Linked DNA regions of Mus musculus: all the other regions are linked to region 1. A link is a contact called in public Hi-C and HiChIP or PLAC-seq data. All regions are on one chromosome and are shown on one strand. The core of a region is the stretch at or near the end of the contact, and the rest is flanking DNA. Distances in the headings are between cores, read along the strand shown. Region 1 holds the start of Pde3a (phosphodiesterase 3A, cGMP inhibited). Region 2 overlaps Pde3a (phosphodiesterase 3A, cGMP inhibited). Region 3 has its middle 140 kb from the start of Gm30524.

Region 1 (2,700 bases), core at 130-2,629:
GAGCTGACTCCCTTGAGTTGTCTTGTGATCTCTCACACAGACTTACACAAATAATTAAAATGTAGCTTTAAAAGATGGGCGTGGCTTCTCTGTGGCAAACAGACCTTCCACCTGGAGCAGAGTGTGAATGAGCCTTTGAGATGGGTTTCCAGCTATCCTGAGGGAGGGCACACTCTCATGCCCAGGATCTTCTCCTGGTTAAAAGCTCAGACAGAAGTGCCATTTTTCAAGAACATGAGCTAGCATGCAAGCTTTCATCCCTCAGAGCCATCCACAAATCCCAGCATCAGGGCTGCCAGGACCACCCCCACCCACCCCCTCTCTTTAGCTGGTAGGACCCATCTCTAGAAATGGAGTAGTCCAGCCCTGAGCAATAACTGCCATGCTTGAGCCTAGGGAGTTCCTAGGGAGTTCCCTTAAAACCCAGCAAGAGGCAGAACTGTGGCCCCTGCAGAGGCCTCTCTTGGAGTTTTAAGCACTCAGTTCCACTGTTTTCTCCCTTGCAAAAACAGCAGCCACCATGCATCAAAAGGAAAGATGATTATTTAAAGAAAAACAAGAAAAGGGCCTCACTTTCTTCCTGTTCCTACCGGTTACTCACCAGCTCACGGATCTCCCTCCTCCTCTCTGATACTGCAGCCTCTCCTCACACTGTGTTCTTGGGTGAAACTTAGCAACTTCTGCAATAGGTCTCAGTTCTTCTCTCTCTCCTTCCTTCCTCTCTCCCTTCCTTCCTTCCTTCCTTCCTTCCTTCCTTCCTTCCTTTCCTCCCTCCCCCTCTCTTCTCTCTCTCTCTCTCTCTCTCTCTCTCTCTCTCTCTCTCTCTCTCTCTCTCTCTCTCTCTCTCCTTCCTTCCTTCCTTCCTTCTTCCCTTTCATCCTACTTTTTGTCATGAACTGGGTAGAGAGGCTGGAAGGCTCTGCTTCCTACCTCTGCAAAACAAGGGGTCTGCATCCTGGGGCATCGCCCAAGCTCGGGGTGGGGGTGGGGTGAGGTCCGCCAAGGAGAGCAAGCGGGCGAGAGAGAGGAGAGATAAAGAGGAAAATTGGGAGAGGTAAAGAAAGAAAGGGGGAGGGGGAAAAAGGGGAGGAGGGAGAGGGAAGAGTCGGAGGGAGTGGGGAGACGGAGGGGGAGGGAGGGAGGGAGGGAGAGAGAGGGGAGAGAGAGAGAGAGAGAGAGAGAGAGAGAGAGAGAGAGAGAGAGAGAGAGAGAGAGAGAATGAATAAGAGAATATGCTGCGGGGGGGGGGGGAGTGAGGGAAGGGGGAAGGGGAGGTCAGACACCTACCGTCCCTGAACGCCCAAGGATGGCCTGAGCTCGCCCAGTGCCCCAGCCTGCCTCAGCATCAGCGGTCCCTGAGCACTCAGTGAGTTGAGCAAGTGTTAAAATCCCGAAGTAGGAAGAGACCCCGCAGGGTATAAACTCTGGCTGAGGGTGGAGCGGAGGACTTTTAAGAGAGAAAGGAAAGGAGAGAGGGAGAGGGAGAGGGAGAGAGAGAGAGAGAAAGAGAAAAGGAGAGGAGTGGGGGTTGAAAATTCCAAGGCTGATCCTGCTAGCTGCCAACTTGAAGTCTTCAGCTCGCACTCTTGAGTTCTCTGCAAGGCTGAAACTTCGCGTAGATCCGGAAGAAGTGATTCCGAGAGTGGGCTCGAGAAGAGCGCGGACGCGCGAGTGGGACGGGTGGGGGTTGTCCGCAGAGCATGGCAGTGCGGGGCGAGGCCGCCCAAGACCTAGCCAAGCCGGGCCTCGGAGGGGCGAGTCCCGCCCGTGTGGCAAGAGGGAACCACCGCCATCGTGGCGAGTCCTCTCCATCCCCTCGGGGCTCCGGCTGTTGTTGGAGAGCCCTGGCGCTGCAGCCGCTCCGGCGCTCGCCTCAACTCTCCTCGGCGCTGTGCGCGGGCTCCCTGTCCGTGCTGCTGGCGCTGCTGGTGAGGCTGGTCGGCGGGGAGGTCGGAGGCGAGCTGGAGAAGAGTCAGGAGGCGGCGGCCGAGGAGGAGGAGGAGGAAGGAGCCCGAGGGGGCGTCTTCCCGGGCCCTCGGGGAGGTGCTCCCGGGGGCGGCGCGCAGCTCAGCCCTTGGCTGCAGCCGGCCGCGCTGCTCTTCAGTCTCCTGTGCGCCTTCTTCTGGATGGGCTTGTGCCTGCTGCGCGCCGGGGTGCGCCTGCCTCTGGCCGTCGCGCTGTTGGCCGCCTGCTGCGCCGGGGAAGCGCTGGTGCAGCTCTCCTTGGGCGTGGGGGACGGTCGCCTGCTGTCGCTGCCCGCCGCGGGGGTCCTGCTCAGCTGCCTAGGTGGCGCGACATGGCTGGTGCTGAGGCTGAGGCTGGGCGTCCTCATGGTCGCCTGGACTAGCGTGCTTAGGACGGTGGCCCTGGTTTCTCTGGAGAGGTTCAAGGTCGCCTGGAGACCTTACCTGGCATACTTGGCGGCCGTGCTTGGGCTGCTGCTGGCCAGGTACGCCGAGCAGATCCTGCCGCAGTGCTCCGGGCCGGCTCCGCCCAGGGAGCGGTTTGGGTCCCAGTTGAGCGCGAGGACCAAGGAAGAGATTCCGGGGTGGAAGAGGAGGAGGCGGTCCAGCTCGGTGGTGGCCGGCGAGATGTCCGGCTGCAGTGGCAAGTCTCACCGGAGGACCTCCCTGCCCTGCATACCCAGGGAGCAGGTAAGCTGGGGCTGCGCCTTTGGGGTTGCTCCTGGGAAACTTGAAA
Region 2 (2,793 bases), core at 233-2,732, 130 kb after region 1:
AACCCTTCTGTCTCTGAAGATGAAAAAGCACTGAAACAGACTCAGGGTCTCTGTTCGTGGTAGAAGAAACCTTGGATGCTGGCATCAATTTAGAACAAAGATAATTACTAATAAAAACGTGAAACAATCATAGCTAACTTTCCTTTCTCCTCTCAACTGGTACAAAAATAATTCCTTGGCATTTCTGTAAGGATGGAGACATTGCAATGTAGTCAACATGTGCAGTTTCGAGCTTCTTATACTTTGGCTTATGCCCGTAGCAGGAATCTTCACCTCTTATGTCCTGGGCCTCTCCCATCTTCCTCTGGCTGCAAGGTCTCTGTGAGCAACTCTGTTGGGTCTCATCTAGAGGCTTTGAGGCTTTCTTTGACCAGCCAGTATTCTTTCTTTCTTATTGAGATGGCTTTGTATTTTTCTTTTTACAAATTACATTTATTTATTGAAAAGGTTCCTACATGTATACAAGGTGTTTTGATCTTAGTTGCTGTTCCCTACCGTCTCTGCCCAAATCCCTCTCTCCCACTAGGAATCACCATCCTTTTCCCCTCCTGTCTTGCCTACATTGAAATTTTCTGAAAGTTCATCTGTGCATAAGTTTCCATACTGTAACCAGGAACTTAAAAGTCACTGGAAAATTGGCATTCATATCAAATGAGTTTGTTGTGATGAAAGCAAGACAACAGAGGGAATTGAATAACGGCCTGTGTACCGAGCCTTCTGGACCTCTAAGCATCTGGAAGAACAGCCTAAGGCTCTGCAGATGATCTAAAACCCACTTAATAGGTTTATAATGAGGCATGTGGTTCTTGTGGGAGTAGAGGCGGCTCAGGAAACGCTATCGTCCACTCTGCTTTTGAAAACATTTAATGCCATTTACTGTAGCACTGTTCTTCAAGTGATTTCATGCTCAGCTTTACTGACTCGTATTTTATGTCAGCTTGAGTTTGTATTAATAGGACGAGATTCGGCACTGCTGCCTCTGAGGCTCTCCGCGAAGCCAGCCGCAGAGCTCTCGAGATGTACTCACATATTAATCTAACTAGGAAACATTTTCTTTGTGTTTTTACCAGGATGGATACGATGGCGGGTGCATAATTAAATACCAAACGTTTGCAAAGATGCATGTTTTACTGTTTTACCCTTTCTGATTAGATAGCCAGGAGGGTTAGCTGAGTGTTTCTAATCTTATATTTGCTGATAATGTTTACATAACCTCATGCTTGTCCCTGCCCTCTCTTTCCTTCTCTTAGTAATGAAAACATTGCTTCTGGCATTAGGCGGGGGCCAGATAAATAGAGGCTGTGAGCACTGTGCAGTATTCCTTTCCATCCCCGTCAGTCCTCCCCTCTCCAACTCTGCCTTTCTTGGCATCTTTCTGTTCTCTGTTTGTCAGAGTTCTCACTGTGACGTAAAGGCCTCGCAGAGAGTGACCCCCGAGGCAAACCTGTAAAACATTATACAACTCGAGTCAAGGCTCCTCTTAGCACTGCAGCTGGCCCAGCACTGACATATGGCAGCAAGCATATTTTAAAAAGAAGACATGGCTTGACAAAGAACATAGTCTCTTGCAGAAAGGTTTACGCTGGCACTCCTTGCTGTTTATAATACCCGATGCCAGGGGCAAGACTCCTTTCCTCCCATTATATCATTATTTTACTGTTTAAGCCCATCACTTCATATGGGAGATGGCTGACTAAAATGTAGAAGCAGACATTTTGTGTTTGTGTGTGTAACTTTAAAGTGAAAAAAGTCTACAGTCACAATATTTTTCAGATTCTACCCGGCCAGCTGGTGGTGTTCTGGCGTCTGATGGGAAGGGAGGGTGTCTGTGAGGACAGACCCATGCTCTAGAGCAGGACTTGAAAAATAGGACATACCTGAGCTATTCCCCCACACTTCAGAGCACCTCTGCTTCCACTCCATTCCTACCTTTGAAACCCAGCATCTGGCTTCATGGAGGATATGGGAGCGTTCTGTGGTTTGAATGGCACGGATAATGGTGGTGAATAGTGCACTATGGTGCACACTTATAGTGGCATTTGGGTTGTTGGCCCTGGATCAGTAGTGACTCCTTGGATCAGAGTCATAGTCAACCACACAGAAGATCTAGAAGCCAACCAGGATTAGTGAATTAGAATCCCATTTACTGCTATAGGGATTCTCTGTTTCCATTTAAACGACTCCTTCTTTTGTGATTGATGTTTTAGTGTTTGAGATGCCGATATGTCCGTTATCTTTCTGGGTCCTGCTGTATCTGTAGTAATTTAATAATGAGACATTGCTCGTTAAGGTACATTGATAGATACAAGCCAATTTACAACTGAGGCCACAGAGGAAGGAAAAGATATCTGACCTCCCTAAACTCATTTTTATGGTAGTGCAACCGGAGCTGGGATTTTAACATCCCACAAACTGATGCTAACAACACATTTGTGAACACTATGATAGAACAAACCGAGTGGAACCCGAGGTGTGCTTTTATAGAAGGAACTGCTGTGAACTCCACAGCTTTGGAATTGATCTGGCTGGGGTGAACAGGAGTGAAGAAATGACAGGCACCCATACAGAGCAGAAGGGATGGTGTGAGCTATGGACTGTGATGGAGACACAGCAGCAGCAGTCAGGAAACTCAGTGCATGTATCAGCTACAGCATCAGGGAGGAGGTGGGGTGAGACGTCTCTGAAGAGATGTGGTCTCAGGTTGTAGTCAACATCCTGGATGAGGAAGCTGCAGTTGATACTGCACACACTGCCTTTAGTGAAAGGTTAATTATTTGTCAGCATCTGTACTCT
Region 3 (2,700 bases), core at 104-2,603, 160 kb before region 1:
TTGTCCACCTTTTTTATTTCTGAGCAAGGGCCTCTCTCTCACACTGATCCAGGATTCACCAAGTAGACTAGGCTCACTAGCTTGGACTTCAGGGATGCACCTGTCTCCATCCCCCCCAGTGCTGGGTGACAAGTGTGAGTCACCACATCTGGGTTTTCTTTTTTAAATACCTGGGTTCTGTGGTTAGTACTGAAGTCCTCGTGCTTGCAAGGCAAGTACTTTAAAAACTGTGCTATCCCCACAGTCTTGATCTATGGTTTAAAAATATTTTTAACTTGTTGTACAGCCTGAAACTATAAATATGACACATGTCCTTAGATGAAGACATGCTGATGGAGAAAACACAGAGATTTGCCAAGAACAACAAGAAATTGGAAAAATCTCATTCTTAAATATTTTGTTGCCCTTTTACTGTGGAACCATAACAGACAAGGAAGGAAAAAAAAAAAAGGCCCAAAGCAAAACAAGGCTCTGTTTTACCCATCTCTACCTGACAAAGCCAACATTTAACATAAGCCAAAATGTAGGAATTTGTTCTCAAAGTGTGAGTCAGGAGAAACCAGGTGGTGGGTTCCTTATCAAGTATGCAGTGGCCAGATAAAACCTGATTGGAGATAGACCCATTTTAATTGGAGCAGGCCCCTGAGGAAAAAGACAGACGTCAGCAAGCAGCTCTCTGGATAAACAGTGGCTGGAGAATCGTGTAGTAATCCCATTCCTATTTCATTAATTCTCCTTAAAAATAAACTTACCCTGTATTCTCTGGAAACAAGAATCTCAGCCCCTGTGCTTTCAAGGGAAGTGGATGTGTATGTTATGAATTCATTGTCTGGACGTCTGGAAAATGTTACTGAGTTGGGTAGGCGTTTATCAATCTCTGCAGCCACAGGGAAGGAGCCCAAGGTCCGCTGTGCTTGAAGGAAAGGTTTCCCAGGGAAGAGATCTAATATCAGCTGCCGCGATCATCACTCACTTGCTGTGAGCAGAGCAGAAAGCCCAGGATCATGTGGATCTTTTCATATCTGTTGAATGACTGCAAAGTTTTGAAACACGAGTAAAGCATGCTGTTAATTGGGCTGTATGTGTGGTGCCTTTTTAGCTGTTATTTATCCACAGCATCTGGTCCTTGGCTGTCATCCCACGTAGTCAGGCACAACATCATCCATCATCGCTTAATCTCGTGTTTCAGAAAGCACGGCCCATTTCTGATACGAAGCATCAGACACTTTGAAGTTATGTTCATGCACTCACGTCAGAAATCCATGAATTATCAAGGAATGAAAGTGGGGGCCAATGAGATGGCTCAGTGGGCAAAGGAGTGGCCAATGAGATGTCTTAGCAGGCAAAGGCAGGGCCAATGAGCTGTTTCAGCGGCAAAGGAGTGGCCAATGAGATGTCTCAGCAGACAAAGGCAGGGCCAATGAGATGTCTCAGCAGGCAAAGGTGGGGCCAATGAGCTGTTTCAGAGGCAAAGGTGGGGCCAAAGAGATGTCTCAGCAGGCAAAGGCACTGTGTAAGCTTGCCCACCCGAGTTTGATCCCTGGTCCCTCAGTGGAACTGAGTTTCCAGAGTTGTCCTCTGACCTCCACACACATTGTGCCACATGTTTACTTGAAACCCCCTCCCCATATCATGCACATATATAATAATGCTAAAATTTAAAAGTAAAAAAATAAATTATCATTTCCCTTTGTTTCACTCTGCCAAGGTTTCCTCCTCTCCTTGATCTACATGATAAAAGCTGTGACTCTGTCACAAAACGTGTAAGAATGGATGGGTTATATGCTCATGTCTTTAGGTTGAATTAGATCATATAATACTCTATATTTATATATTTTTGAGCTATCTTAAAAAGGAGACTGCAAATCTTCATTTGTTATTAAAAGTCAATAATCTGCCACCCATCGCTGCAAAATTATGCTTTTCTACTAGTCGATATTAAAGATTAGAATTATTTTATTTTATGTGTTCTGCTTCTCTGCATGTGTGTCCACAGGGTGAGTGCTGGCACCTGTCCTGATCAGATCCTGACACGGGAGTTATAGGTGGTTGTGAGCCTCTATGTGGGTGCTGGGATAGAGCCAGGCTGATCTGCAAGAGCAACAACTGCTCTTATATGCCTGATACATCTCTCCAGCTGCTAGTTGATTTCTTTAAACCAGGTGGCTCTGCTTGTGGAGTTAGGTTCTTAAATAGTATCTCATAATACATTATTCAAAATAAGATCTGAGATGTGTCAGTTTCTCATTTGGAAGTTAAGTGGCTTCACTCCCCACGCCTAAGCATCCTTTTGAACACACATTCTAGCTGAGACCCCTTGTAGGCTGTGTTCTTCATTCCCAACCAAGAATCCAGCCAAAATACAAATAACCAATAACTGGTATCGTTAGAGTATCATGCATATATAAAAAAATGCAAGAGACATTTCAATGGCGAAGAAATATGTTAACCTTGACTTTACAGTTTAACAAATAAGAAAATGAGTTTGGTAGTATCTGGGGCCGTGAAATAGTCGTGTATCTCTGGACACAGATTCTCAAAATCTTATTTCCTGGAAGGGAACTTATGAAGGCTAGTGGTAAGTTGCCTTGCTCCCGAAACTGTTCATTATGTTAAACAATTTACATATATGAAATATTTTGCAAAGTCAGAGGCAGAACTTAGGTTTTGATATACATGTGAGGCAAGCATTTTGTCACA

Evidence for each region. A called contact is a pair of places that touch in the nucleus more often than the background predicts. HiChIP or PLAC-seq counts read pairs in DNA pulled down with a chosen protein or histone mark.
Region 2: a contact with region 1 is called in an H3K27ac HiChIP or PLAC-seq map of heart atrium, with 2.2 times the contacts expected there. The contact joins the enhancer-like site here to the promoter of Pde3a in region 1. A contact is called at or near these places in 3 of 39 promoter capture datasets (liver and maxillary cranial neural crest), 10 of 484 Hi-C or Micro-C datasets (cortical neurons, embryonic fibroblasts, liver and 4 more), 1 of 115 datasets of contacts at active chromatin or transcription factors (heart atrium) and 1 of 9 other capture datasets (liver).
Region 3: a Hi-C map of uterus shows a contact between it and region 1, with 3 times the contacts expected there. The contact joins the enhancer-like site here to the promoter of Pde3a in region 1. A contact is called at or near these places in 1 of 39 promoter capture datasets (neural stem cells), 4 of 484 Hi-C or Micro-C datasets (brain, tail fibroblasts and uterus) and 2 of 115 datasets of contacts at active chromatin or transcription factors (heart atrium and neural progenitor cells).

The regions. Positions count from the first base shown.
Region 1 is chr6:141,247,890-141,250,589 of GRCm38.p6, forward strand. It overlaps Pde3a (phosphodiesterase 3A, cGMP inhibited), which reads left to right and starts at 1,380. Exons shown (of 16, transcript NM_018779.2): 1 at 1,380-2,654. The coding sequence starts at 1,701. It overlaps Gm28523 (a long non-coding RNA gene), which reads right to left. Exons shown (of 2, transcript XR_378118.4): 1 at 1,288-2,700.
Region 2 is chr6:141,380,254-141,383,046 of GRCm38.p6, forward strand. The region is part of intron 1 of Pde3a (phosphodiesterase 3A, cGMP inhibited); the gene reads left to right. Among named protein-coding and RNA genes, the nearest start is that of Gm10400, 41 kb to the left of the region's middle. Within about 2 kb of position 1,483, at least 53 of the 459 cell types and tissues checked have an H3K27ac peak or open chromatin away from gene starts, as enhancers often do. A contact at or near this core is called in heart atrium, muscle stem cells and uterus, where this site is marked.
Region 3 is chr6:141,090,623-141,093,322 of GRCm38.p6, forward strand. No RefSeq gene overlaps it. Among named protein-coding and RNA genes, the nearest start is that of Gm30524, 140 kb to the left of the region's middle. Within about 2 kb of position 1,354, at least 9 of the 459 cell types and tissues checked have an H3K27ac peak or open chromatin away from gene starts, as enhancers often do. A contact at or near this core is called in heart atrium and uterus, where this site is marked.